2 separate regions of the Mus musculus genome follow, and region 1 is linked to region 2. The links are chromatin contacts, called in public HiChIP or PLAC-seq maps. All regions are on one chromosome and are shown on one strand. Each heading gives the region's core, a stretch centred on a gene start, on an enhancer-like site or on the middle of the called end of the contact. The rest is flanking DNA. Distances are from core to core; before and after follow the strand shown. Region 1 has its middle 90 kb from the start of Gm13218. Region 2 has its middle 100 kb from the start of Gm13218.

The links. HiChIP or PLAC-seq counts read pairs in DNA pulled down with a chosen protein or histone mark.
Region 1: an H3K27ac HiChIP or PLAC-seq map of regulatory T cell precursor shows a contact between it and region 2, with 2.7 times the contacts expected there. The contact joins two enhancer-like sites. A contact is called at or near these places in 1 of 484 Hi-C or Micro-C datasets (epidermal suprabasal cells) and 1 of 115 datasets of contacts at active chromatin or transcription factors (regulatory T cell precursor).

What each region holds. Positions count from the first base shown.
Region 1 is chr2:9,680,261-9,686,287 of GRCm38.p6, forward strand. No RefSeq gene overlaps it. Among named protein-coding and RNA genes, the nearest start is that of Gm13218, 90 kb to the left of the region's middle. Within about 2 kb of position 1,496, at least 47 of the 459 cell types and tissues checked have an H3K27ac peak or open chromatin away from gene starts, as enhancers often do. A contact at or near this core is called in regulatory T cell precursor, where this site is marked.
Region 2 is chr2:9,489,904-9,495,734 of GRCm38.p6, forward strand. No RefSeq gene overlaps it. Among named protein-coding and RNA genes, the nearest start is that of Gm13218, 100 kb to the right of the region's middle. Within about 2 kb of position 4,053, at least 45 of the 459 cell types and tissues checked have an H3K27ac peak or open chromatin away from gene starts, as enhancers often do. A contact at or near this core is called in regulatory T cell precursor, where this site is marked.

The DNA of each region.
Region 1 (6,027 bases), core at 246-2,745, 190 kb after region 2:
AAACTCATGAAACTAAAGAACGAAGACCAAAGTGTGGACAAAACACCCATAGAAGGAGTTACAGAGACAAAGTTTGGAGCTGAGATGAAAAGATGGACCATCTAGAGACTGCCATATCCGGAGATCCATCCCATAATCAGCCTCCAAACGCTGACACCACTACATACACTAGCAAGATTTTGCTGAAAGGACCCTGATATAGCTGTCTCTTTTGAGGATATGCCGTGGCCTAGCAAACACATAAGTGGATGCTCACAGTTAGCTATTGGATGGATCACAGGGCCCCCAAGGGAGGAGCTAGAGAAAGTACCCAAGGAGCTAAAGTGATCTGCAACCCTATAGGTGGAACAACAATATGAACTACCCAGTACCCCCCGGAGCTTGTGTCTCTAGCTGCATATATATCAGAAGATGGCCTAGTCGGCCATCAGTGGAAAGAGGCCCATTGGTCATGCAAACTTTATATGCCTCAGTATAGGAGAATGCCCAGACCAAGAAGTGGGAGTGGGTGGGTAGGGGAGTGGGTGGGGGAGGGTATGGGGGACTTTGGGGATAGCACTGGAAACGTAAATGAAGAAAACACCTAATAAAAATAAAATAAAATAAAATATTAAAAAAGAAAAGAAAAGAAAAAGCTGGTGCATACCTACACCCCCCCCCAAAAAAATGGTGAGAAGAAAGACAGAAACAAGAGGATCTCTGGAAGTTTCCAGGCCAGCTAGCCTAGCCTATGTGGTGAAGTTCTAGGTCAATGAAAAACCCTCCCCAAAGAAAAGTTCAGATACCTACGCGCCCATATTCAAGACTGTCCTCTGATGGCCAGCCATTCTGTGCATGCACACACCACACTGTATACACACGCATATAGACAAATAACAAAATAAAATAGTAATGATAATAATAATTAGGTGGAATTATTTTGCCCTTTACAAAACAGAGAAATCAAAAGCTGGAAAAAGCACATAACCCAGTGATTTTTATAAAATTAAAAAGAGAAAAAATTATATAATACTACTGATAAAGTATGGTGGTTTGGTCTCTATCCCTTTTCCCTTTCTTTATGGAAATATTATTTAAACCAAAAAAAAAAAAATGCCACGCCTGTCAAACCATAATGTTTATTTTAGCAGCTGGTGAGACCTGACCTGTAAATTGGGCAGCCTGACAGTGTCAATCTCCTCCTGGGAAAAAGCATTCTGCATTGTGTAAACAGAAACCGTGGCGTCAGGACTATGCTTCCCAAGACCCAACAAACCAAGTCTAATTTTGATTCCTATATTGGAATCTCCCCAAAACAAATCTAAAACAGGGCAATAGTAGATCTGTTTTCTCAATGTTAAAACTTGAGAGAGAGACAGAGAGACAGAGAGAGAGACAGACAGAGAGAGAGAGAGAGAGAGAGAGAGAGAGAGAGAGAGAGAGGAAGTCATGACACCCACATGCTCAAAAGAGGAATCCCAGGACCAAAACCCATTTCCTGCCTGCAAGCCTGGAGAAACGTTTCTTCTTTATCTAAAATCCGCTTCCTGTGCCCCCTCAGAATCAAGAGCTCAGTCAAAACGCTGCTTCCGGGTTGGCAGAAGAACTCAACTCCTTTCTTCCTTTCCTTGAAAAGCACAGGGCATCAGCTGACTTCGTCTTCTGTGCTTCCTGTCCAGGACGGAGGAGCAGTAGTCTCTTGTAAGTACTTAGAGAGCCTTTGTCAGGTCCAAGCTGGGCTCCCAAGATGACCTGGTGTGTCTCCTGCAACCTCATCCACCATGTAGAAGGTGACGGGAGAGTTCTCATTGGGCACCCAGAGTCAGTCCTGCAGCAGTGCCCCAGCAGGGTTGTCTGAGCAGAGCTGTGTATCTCAGCAGAGCTCAGAGAGAGAAATGAGCAATAGCAAGGGTATTGTTGCTTCTTAAGAGCTGATTTATACAGCACCGAGTGCAAAGCTAAGTGTCACAACTATCTGTTCACGTGAGAAAATGAAGAACTCCATACTCTGTCACCCAGGGAAAATATATTTTCAGTTGAATTACAACCTGCCTTTTCTACTTTTTTCTGCTGTCAAAATTCTAATGTTCTTTGTGGAATTGGGGATGTTAAACAATTGGCCTGGGCCTGAAAACTCCAACCACGTCAAAGTCCCAGTCCTGAATGAGGCAGCAATTGGCTCCTTTTCCAATAAAATCTTCTCCTGGAGAGTGATGGTTTACTTCAGAGAAGTTTTAGGGGCATTCACTGCATACCGTGACTATTCCTCCTGGCAGAAATGACTGCCATGCATACCTCCTAAAGAGAAGCCAACGGGAAGGCTGAGGAGTAGCCGAGTTGCTGGAAACAGATATCACAGATCCTGATAGTGGGTTTGCATTCAATCCAAGCCATAATTTCATTACCCTGTGGACAGTCAGCAAGCTAGATTGTCGGATGCTTCCCCCTCTTTGCCCCCACTCTAAAAAAACTAAGAAACCCTTCCTAAATGCAGAGTAGTACAAAATAAAAGGAGCATTTACTCAGATGAAAGTACCTGAATGATGATGTGGGCATGGATGTTCACGTTCAGTATATTCATAACAGCTAATATCTGGGATGTCCTCAGGCGTCCATGCAAAAGTGGACAGATGAAAAGGTAGTGGTATGCCTGTGCAATGGATCATTTCTAAACAGCAAAGAGTTGGTTGCGCCACCCAGATAGAGTGCAAAAAACACTAAACCTGAACAAAGTCAGACAAAAGAATACAATACTAGTTTACAAGACTCCAGAAAGGAAGGAAGGAAGGGAGGGAGGGAGGGAGGGAGGGAGGGAGGGAGGGAGGGAGGGAGGGAAAGAAAGGAAGAAAGAGAGAGAAAGAAAGAAAACAGAAGAAAGAAAGAAAGAGAGAGAGAGAGAAAGAAAGAGAGAGAGAGAAAGCAAAACAAAGAAAGAGGGAGAGAAAGAAAGAAAGAAGGAAAGAGAGAGAAAGAAAGAAAACAAAACAAAGAAAGAGGAAGAGAGGGAGAGAAAGAAAGAAAGAAAGAAAGAAAGAAAGAAAGAAAGAAAGAAAGAAAGAAAGAAAGAAAGAAAGAAAGAAAGAGAAAGACAGACAAAGGCAACAGGCCCTTGGTTATGTAGAATTTGGTAAGACAAGAGGAGGCAGAGGGGTAACAGGAAATATGAGGAAACTTGGGAGAGCTTGGTGCCAGTGATGGTTTGCCTATCTGCCAGATACTTTGGGAAATCAGGTTTGGTGTCACTTCTAGTCTTCTGAATTGCTTCCTGCTGAGAAATCTGCTCTCTTGAACTCACTGTCTCTCATTCCATATTAGGTAAAGAACAAGTCACCTGGGATGTTCACTTCCCAAGTCCAGAATTCTGTGACATCCTTTTCCCCCAAGGAACGCATTGACAAGGTAAGTTATCCTTGAACAAATGGCGCACAATGACTCTCATTGTGTAGGCATTAGAGCATTCAGCAGAAAACATCAGATGTCTACTCTAAATACTGTAAGATCTCAGCACCAGGAACTAAAAACATATGTGCTTTATTGCTTTTCTGGGCCAGAAATAAGGGATAAAGAACAAAAGAGACTATATTGCTCAGGGTGGAGCAATTCAGAATACTTGAAGTGGTATTTAACCCGACTCCCCAAAGATCAAGCTACAGAAATGCCTGTGGTCCCCCATGCACACCACAGAAACCAGCCTTGGACAGGAATTTACCTTAAACTGAGCAATAAAGCCCTCTGAGTGGGCTGAGTCTAGACTGTGAATTTGCTGGAGGAAACAGTGGAGAAAGCAAAGGGAGAGACACCATTGGGAGATATGCTCCTTGAGGCCCATCCTGGGGACATGCTTGTCTCTGACCTCATAGGAAAGCCCCCTGCATCACCAACCTATATTTCACCCACTAAAGATCTCCCCAGAAAACATGTCAGTCTAAAACTAGAGAGACAGCCCAGTCAGAAGACCTGCGTTCAAGCCCCGAAACCCACATTAAAAACTAATAGGAGTAGGAATGAGATCTGGTGTGGTGACACACGTGAAGTCCTGGTACTTGGGAGATGGAGACAGGCTGATTCCCTGTGGTTGCTGCAGCCTCCTACTTGGCAACTTGCAGCTCAGCAAGAGACACTGTCTCAACAGAGAAGGTGAATGGTGCCTAGGACATGCTACCAGAGGACCTCTCTGGTCTCTCCACATGTGTGTGTGTGTGTGTGTGTGTGTGTGTGTGTGTGTGTGTGTGTGTATGTGTATATGTGTGTTTGTGTGTGTGTGTGTGTGTGTGTGTGTGTGTGTGTGTGTGTGTGTGTGTGTGTGTGTGTGAAGGGTGGCACCACTCCATTTGGGGCAGTAAACTCACTTTGAGTTATTCAATTTGGACTTAACCTCAGGGCTTACCAGTGACAACATACCTCACATATTTCCACCTGTGCCTGCTTAAACTCTCCTATCTGAAAACAAAATAGTCCTCCCCAGCTACTGTGGTTTCTGTGATAACTTCTTTCACCTCTTGACAGCCTATGACTTCCACCCCAGGAGAGCCCCAGATAGGCCTAGATTAGTTGTGTCTGAATCTCAGCTATCACAAGTGATAAGATTTTTAATATAGGTCCTAATCATCTAGAAAGTTCAGCCTCCCAGGGTTACAAGGTTCCAAAACAAACCTACTTGTGTATGGAGTATATATATTTATGCCCAAAGGACAAAGATGCACAGCATCTCTTACAGGTCTTGATGCCTCTGGACCCAGAGAGCTGCCTTCTGTGGAGAGGGAGGTAGTATACAGCCCTCATCAGCAAATCTAAGAGTAGCCCCCAAGAGGCTCTGTAGACTTTCCTATTTGAAACTGTCCACTATTTGTGTTGCAGGTGTTTGAGCATCTCAATGAGGAAGTCAGATTCACCCCCCCCCCATGATATTCTTATTTGCTTAGGACATGTCAATACTCAGGAAAGTATAGGGACCATACATACACAGCTTGTCATAAAGAGTATTAAGAAGGCATATTTAGTATTAAGAACAATTCAAAGCTTAATATATCTTATGCGCCCCCCCATTCACTCGCTGGGAAACCCTTGACTATTTCTGGGGTGTCACTACAAGTCACGACTGAGGTTAAAGAACTGCCGGTGTCTGAGAGATCAAGGTGGCCGAACATCCTACAGAGCGCACACAAACATCTCAGAGAGTATTCTGACCTGAAGGGTAATTTTAGAAACTAGAGAGATAAGTCAGTTGGTAGAGTGATCACCACGTGGGCGTGAGGACCTGAGTCTCGATCCTTGGCATCCACATGGAAAGCCAGCCATGAGAACACACACCCATGAGTCCCACACTGGACAGGCAGAGACAGAGCATCCATGAAGCTCACAAACCAGCCAGTCCAGCCAATCTCTGAGCTTATGCTGAGAGACCCTGTCTCAAAACGTCGGATGAAGAGGAGACATGATTAATGTTATATAAGTATATGTGAAGTTATAAAGGAATGATTTTAAATGTCTTATAAATACAGGGGAGAGAGATGCAAAGGTCAGCAACTCACTCCTATACCCCTTTCCCACGAATTTGTGTGTATACACCACACACACAAACACTGGCTTTTCTTAAAGTATGGATTTAGGCAAGACATCATTTTTTGTGCCTTGATGTTCAGTATCTGCAAAATGGGAGTGATTGTGTGTTATTTGTTCCTCCTTTCTCTCTTCTCTTCCATGGGAGCGGCTAATGAATGTTTGCCAAGTACTTTGAAGATCCTAATTACTGTTATCCCTGGGATATCAGTTTAAGATTGCTTGGCACCAGGGAATCTGGCAGACAGTGAGATACAGGGCAACAGGAGCCAGCCCCATCACCGTGCCTGCTAGTTATCCTTCTCAAAGGGCAGTATCAAGCCCCTGGGCCTCAATTACCCCAAGCCAAATTACTTAAATCAGCTCTAGAATCTGCTGAAGGAAACCCAGAGTTCTCACAATTAAATCATAAGCCTTTCCAAAAGTCAAGGACCCAGGACTTCGGCAGAGGGCCCGAGGAGCCAAAGATGAAGATTCAGAACAATCATA
Region 2 (5,831 bases), core at 2,803-5,302:
CTAGGTTTACTGTGGAGCCAAAGGCAAGAGGACTATGAGTTCTAGGCTAGCCTGAGCTATACAGTGAGTCAGTTCCAGATTAGCCTGGGCTATGGAGTAAAACTTTAAAAAACAACAACAACAACAACAACAACAACAACAAATCCAAATAAAATAAAATAAAATAGGGTCAAAGATTCACTGTAATATGAGATTAATGTTAAGAAATCTGAGCGGAGGCCCACCAGAATTTTGTATTATCTTTTCATCTTTGCTCTGAATCTAAAAGGTCTCTAAAATGCAAAATTCACTCAAGAAATGAGGTAGGGTTGAGAGATGAGGATAAGGAACTTGGGGCCATGGGGTCATTAAAAAGCTGGCTTCCAACCTGTGGTCCTACAGGCTAGATGGCAACCAGAGGAAATCCTGCCTACACTCCACAGGTATCCGTCCTGTGGGTAATATAAAGAGAAATCTCTAGATTGCTCATATCTCTAGAGAACAGAGGTTCCCCAACATCTCTGCTGAGCAAAGCTATCCTAAATAATTTGTATACCGAGGCACATTCTATCTCTGTAAATTATCTTCTCCTGGAGCCCTTTCATTCGCTCAATCAGTGGTCATTGAGTTCTTACCAGTTAGGCATGGTTAGAACTGGTAAGCCACCCTTTTCCATCAACAAACACAGCTTAAGCCTGGAGTCAAATCTCAGAAGTTACATCCAGGAAAGGTGGATGATATCTATGGATCTCCCTGGTGAGGATGTGCTTAATCTCTTACTTAAATTGGAGGGCTTACTGGAGAGATGAAAAGGGGACCATAAGAGCTAATGGCAGATCTATCAGTTCTATGCAAACAAACTTAATGTGGCTTGGTGCAAGCCAAGATTAAATGTGACTGGGTGCTCTTATATATGAAAAAACCCAAATACATACGTACGTACGTACGTACATACATACATACATACATACATACAGAATGAAAAGTATAAAAACTTGCACAACTCTTTTATTAGCCTCTTGAAATAACTAGCATTGTGTTGAGCTAAAAGGTATTTTTGAATACTTTTTGGAGAATTAAGCTTATTTGTTATACTTTCAGGACAAACAGGAAAAAAAGAAAAGCCGTTAGTCAGCATTGTCTTAGAAGATAAAGCTTTAAGATAACAGCATCTCTGGGTCAATGGCAAGCTTCAAGAATTGATTGGCAGGTCTCTTCTGAATTTCAAGTGCAAATTACATACCCAGCACCAACCCAGTAGCTGGGTTACACATGCCTCAGGAAAGGGGTTTATTCCAGGGTCCTGTCAATGAGGGGGCTCCATCCCTTTAAGAGTCAAACAGTTACATCGTTACATCGTTACATCGGCAGTATTGAATTTAATGGACAGAAAGAATAAAAGACAAAAGTAGGATATGTCACACAGAGAGAAATGAACAAGCAGTTGTGATTCTTTAGTTTTTGATTTGTTGGATTGTCTTTCATATTTTCACAACACGGGGAACCAATTCTCTGCCTCTGTACTGCAGAAAAGTTCGAGAACAAAACCACAATTTCAGCTTTGAGGAAAGGAGTCAGAGCTCCCGGGAGAGGCTTGTCTTGGTTTGAGCACTGAGGCCTCAGTTGCTAATCATGAGCCACAGAGTGAAAGGGGGACTCAATTCTAGCCCTGGAGATGGTGTGTCTTCTACCCTATGACTGTGCGCTACAATGCCCGGAGGTATCATTCTAAATAACATAAATATCTGTAATCTCTACAAAGTCAACTGAAAGACCTTTCTGAAATGTAGTTGAAGAAGGGGAGATGGTGCACACTGGATGCTTCTAGACCCGAGTCTCTTCCCTATATTAAAAGCCCAAATCCTTGAGGAATACTCCATGAACACACACACCTGTCAAAAATTGTTGAGCCACTGGATTTTGGTATTGGAAGGATGAAAAGCTGTGGTTCCTCTCCACAATTAAAGAGAGATGAACAAAAGAGACAATAACAATTGACTATGTGGGTATGGTGCTACATGCCTAGGATCCCTGCAATTGGGAGGCTGAACCAGGACCATGAGTTCTGGACTAGCCTTGCATACATAGCAGCAAGAGTTTTCTTCTAAGATATTTCATTTTTCTTTATAGCTGAATAATTCTCCCCTATGAATTTGTACCATATGTTCATTGTCTATTCTCTGTTGATGGGCATCTGAGCTCCTTCCTCTTCCTTGCTATTGTGAATAGAGCAGCAACACATAAGGATGCATATGTATCTTTGTGGTAAGATGTAGAGTTCTTTGAGTGAACATCCAGGAGGGGCAGAACTGGGTCATAGGGTAGTTTTAGTGTTTTGAGGGACCTCCAAGCTGAATCCCATAATGCCTAGTATTAACTTGCACTCCCACCAGCAGTGAACAAGAATTCCCCTTTTCCGACATTCAGTGGAATATTATTCAACTATAAAGAAAGCTAAAATCGTGAAATTCACAGGAAAACAGATGAACCTGGAATATATAATACTAAGTGAATGTCTCAAGCTCAGGAAAAAACAAAAACAAGATGAGCTGACTGCTCTCCCTGTCTGAGGATCCCAGCCTATAGTATCCTTGCACATATGTAAATGTGGGTAAAGTAGAGCATTTAGGAACGAGACCAAGGGAAGGTAATACTAGGTAACAAGGAAGGAGGGATTGCAGGCAAAAGAGTCATGAAGGAGGACATAAAGTTTTCTCCTAGTTTCTGGGCCTGTCATTGTTGCCCACCCTCCCCCACCCCACCTTCAAGGCGGGAGATATGTGAATTTAACTGTCTGCATATTAAAGTAGCATTTTTGCATTCCAAGGGAATCTGACCTGTTAATCTTGTGATTGTGAAAGCTGGATTTCTTTTTAATTCCATTGATCATTAGCGCAATAGGAACCAGACATGATGACTCGCTGAATACATTTATTACACTGGCCCATTTAGAAAATGTTGGGGGGGGGTGGTTTTGTTTCTGTTGTTGTGATTTTGTTCTGGTGGGAGGGAATTTAGAACCTGAGATTTATACCTTTTTCCTTGCAATTAAAACTATATCAAGTCATTCTATTATAGTGTTGTTTTAATATGTAAACTGTACTCTATACCTAAAATAAAATGTGGTTTTGACTTTTTTAAAAAGTAAGATATATTTTTTTAAGAGAAGGAAAGGGGTGAAGGGAAAGATAGCAAAAGAAAGGAAAGGGAAGAGATATTCATCACAGCCAGGTCTGGTATAGCAATCAGTAGTCAAGACCCTGAGTCAGGAGGATCACTAGTTCATGGGCATCCTTGGCTACAGAGTGAGTTAAAGATGGCAACTCAATAAAATTCTGAGTCCAAATAAAAAATAAAAATTGGTCTGAGGCTATAACTCAATGGTGGACCGGTTGCCTGGCTCGCATGATGCCTTATGGTCAATCTCCGGTACAAAGAAGAAAAGAAAGGAAGGAAAGGAAAGAAAAAGGGAGGGAGAAGGAGGAAAGGAAGGAGGAAGGGAGGAAAATTAAGGAAGAAGGAAGGAAGGAAGGAAGGGAGGGAGGGAGGGAGGGAGGGAGGGAGGGAGGGAGGGAGGGAGGGAGGGAGGCTGGTTCCTTAACTATTTAATCCAAGTGTTACATGACCAAGAGGCTTCTTCTGAAAGAAAGACTCAAAGAGTCCATAAAATGAATCTACTGTTCTACCAAGGAGCTGTGAAGAATAGGTAACCCAAGAGACATGTCCCTAGACACAAAGAGAAAGATCTAAAGGATGGCTGAGGAGGAGAAGCCAGCAGGGCCTGTCTGTTCAGATTCTTCTTAGCCTCCCTGTTGAGAATTCCTTCCTCCTGGGTATAAGGCCAAATCCCTCTGCAATGTCGGTCCTGTGACCTGTGACTGCAAGACAAAGGCGGATCAGAGAATTTCCTTATGGCTGACCTCTACCCAGAGACCCAGGTTCTGGAAGGTCAAGTAGCATTTCTGGTGGTTGCGACTTGCTTTGGGGAAGAGGGATTCCAGTTCCTGTGACTCACTTAGAGGCAGAGTTCTGGCTTCTATGGCTTGCTGCAGGGGGGAAAGGACAGGAAATAGGAGGGGAGGAGTCAGGCTGCTTCTGAAGCTGCTCCTTAGGCCTTGCAGTCTTGAGTGAGTACGTGACAGGCAGTGAACCAAAGTGACACACTTTTAAGCATCATATTCTGAGTCCCCACAATAACTGTCATGATTCCCACTGTGATTGATAGTGCCCCTGCGGTAGGGTGACTTTGGATCTCCTTCTCCGAGAGACGTTTGGCAATTTATGGTAGAAGTTTTGGTCACTTCCATTATTGGCACCCAGGCACACTGTTGAGCTTCTATATGCAGACAGCTCTCCATGTGAGAAATTAATGTGGCTCAAGTAAAAAATTGCCACGTTTTAAAAATCTCACCCTATCAAAGGGAATGACAATTCAACATGGGGCTGTTCAAATGAAAAGACACAGCAAGAATCACTACTGCCACAATCTGGAGACCTGGAAACTTTTTCATAGTGTGTGGCTATGAGATATTTTCATCTGAGATTCCACTGACAAATACGTTGGATGCTACCACATCCTCAGCTTTGTGCTAGACACAGGCAAGAATTCAAAAGCTATACTAAGAGGCACCAGCATCTAAGCAGTGGCTTTGTGATTAAGAATGTTTGCTGTATAACAATAAGAACCCAAGTTAAAGCCCCAGCACCCATGGAATAAGCCATAAGCCCATGGTCTCCCACACACCTCACCCTCAGCACTGGAGGGGAGATCGGAGGACCATAGCCCTGCAAGCTGCCATCCTAGAACATGAGCTTCAGTGTCGAGGAGAAGCCCTGCCTCAAAGAAATAAGGTAGAAAGTAATCAAGGAAGACGGCCAATTCCCCAACCTCTGGTCTCTCCATGCACATACACACAGGAGCATCTATATATTACACACGCATACACCATACTCAAACATACAAACAAAAGAACTAAAGATCAAAAGGAGAAAGAGAGAAGAAAGAAGATATTAAAAATGGAAAGGACACATACACACTTATAAAATTAAACTGCAATACAGAAAACTAATAACCAAATTAACAAAGCATGCATTTAGTTAAATACAAAAATTAAGAAGTTAATGCTCATGTTAGGCACAAGTATTTAGGACAGTCAAAAGCTTAACGAGTCAGGGAATGGTGGTTTACACCTGTCAGTCCAGCACTTGAAGTATGGATGCAGGAGAATCAAGATTTTAAGTTCATTCTCAGCTACATATAATTCACGATGTTTGAGACCAGCATGGACCACATGAGACCCTACCTCAAAGAAAACGTAATAGCAGTAAGTTTAATAATTGTTCACTAATCTTTTGAGGAGAACATTAAACTGGTTTTTAAAAAAAAAACCTTTTTAGTATTAATTTCAACCCTACAAATTCAATATACAGGATTTCTTTCTGCAAAGCCACTAGACACCTCCCAAGAGATCAAATTAGGGAGTGGTGGAGGCACAGGATTTTAATCCCAGCACTCTGGGGCAGGGGGACAGAGGCAGGCAAACCTCTGTGAGTTCAAGACCAGTCTGATCTACATAGTGAGTTCCAGGACAACAGAGAAACACTGTGTCAAAAATAAAAGAATAAAATAAAATAGAGTGAGAGTCCCAGGACAATGTGTGGACAGGGAAATGATGTCCTCTGGGCTTAATCGGATTTCTAATGGTGCTAGAAAGAAGTGGCAAATTTGGTGACTAACGGGATGTGCTTTCAAATTAGACATTGTACACTTCTCTATTTAACCTTCATTTGTTTCAAAGGCAGCCACACCCACGAAATCTCAACAATAGGGTTACTTAAGGCAGACCTGAATA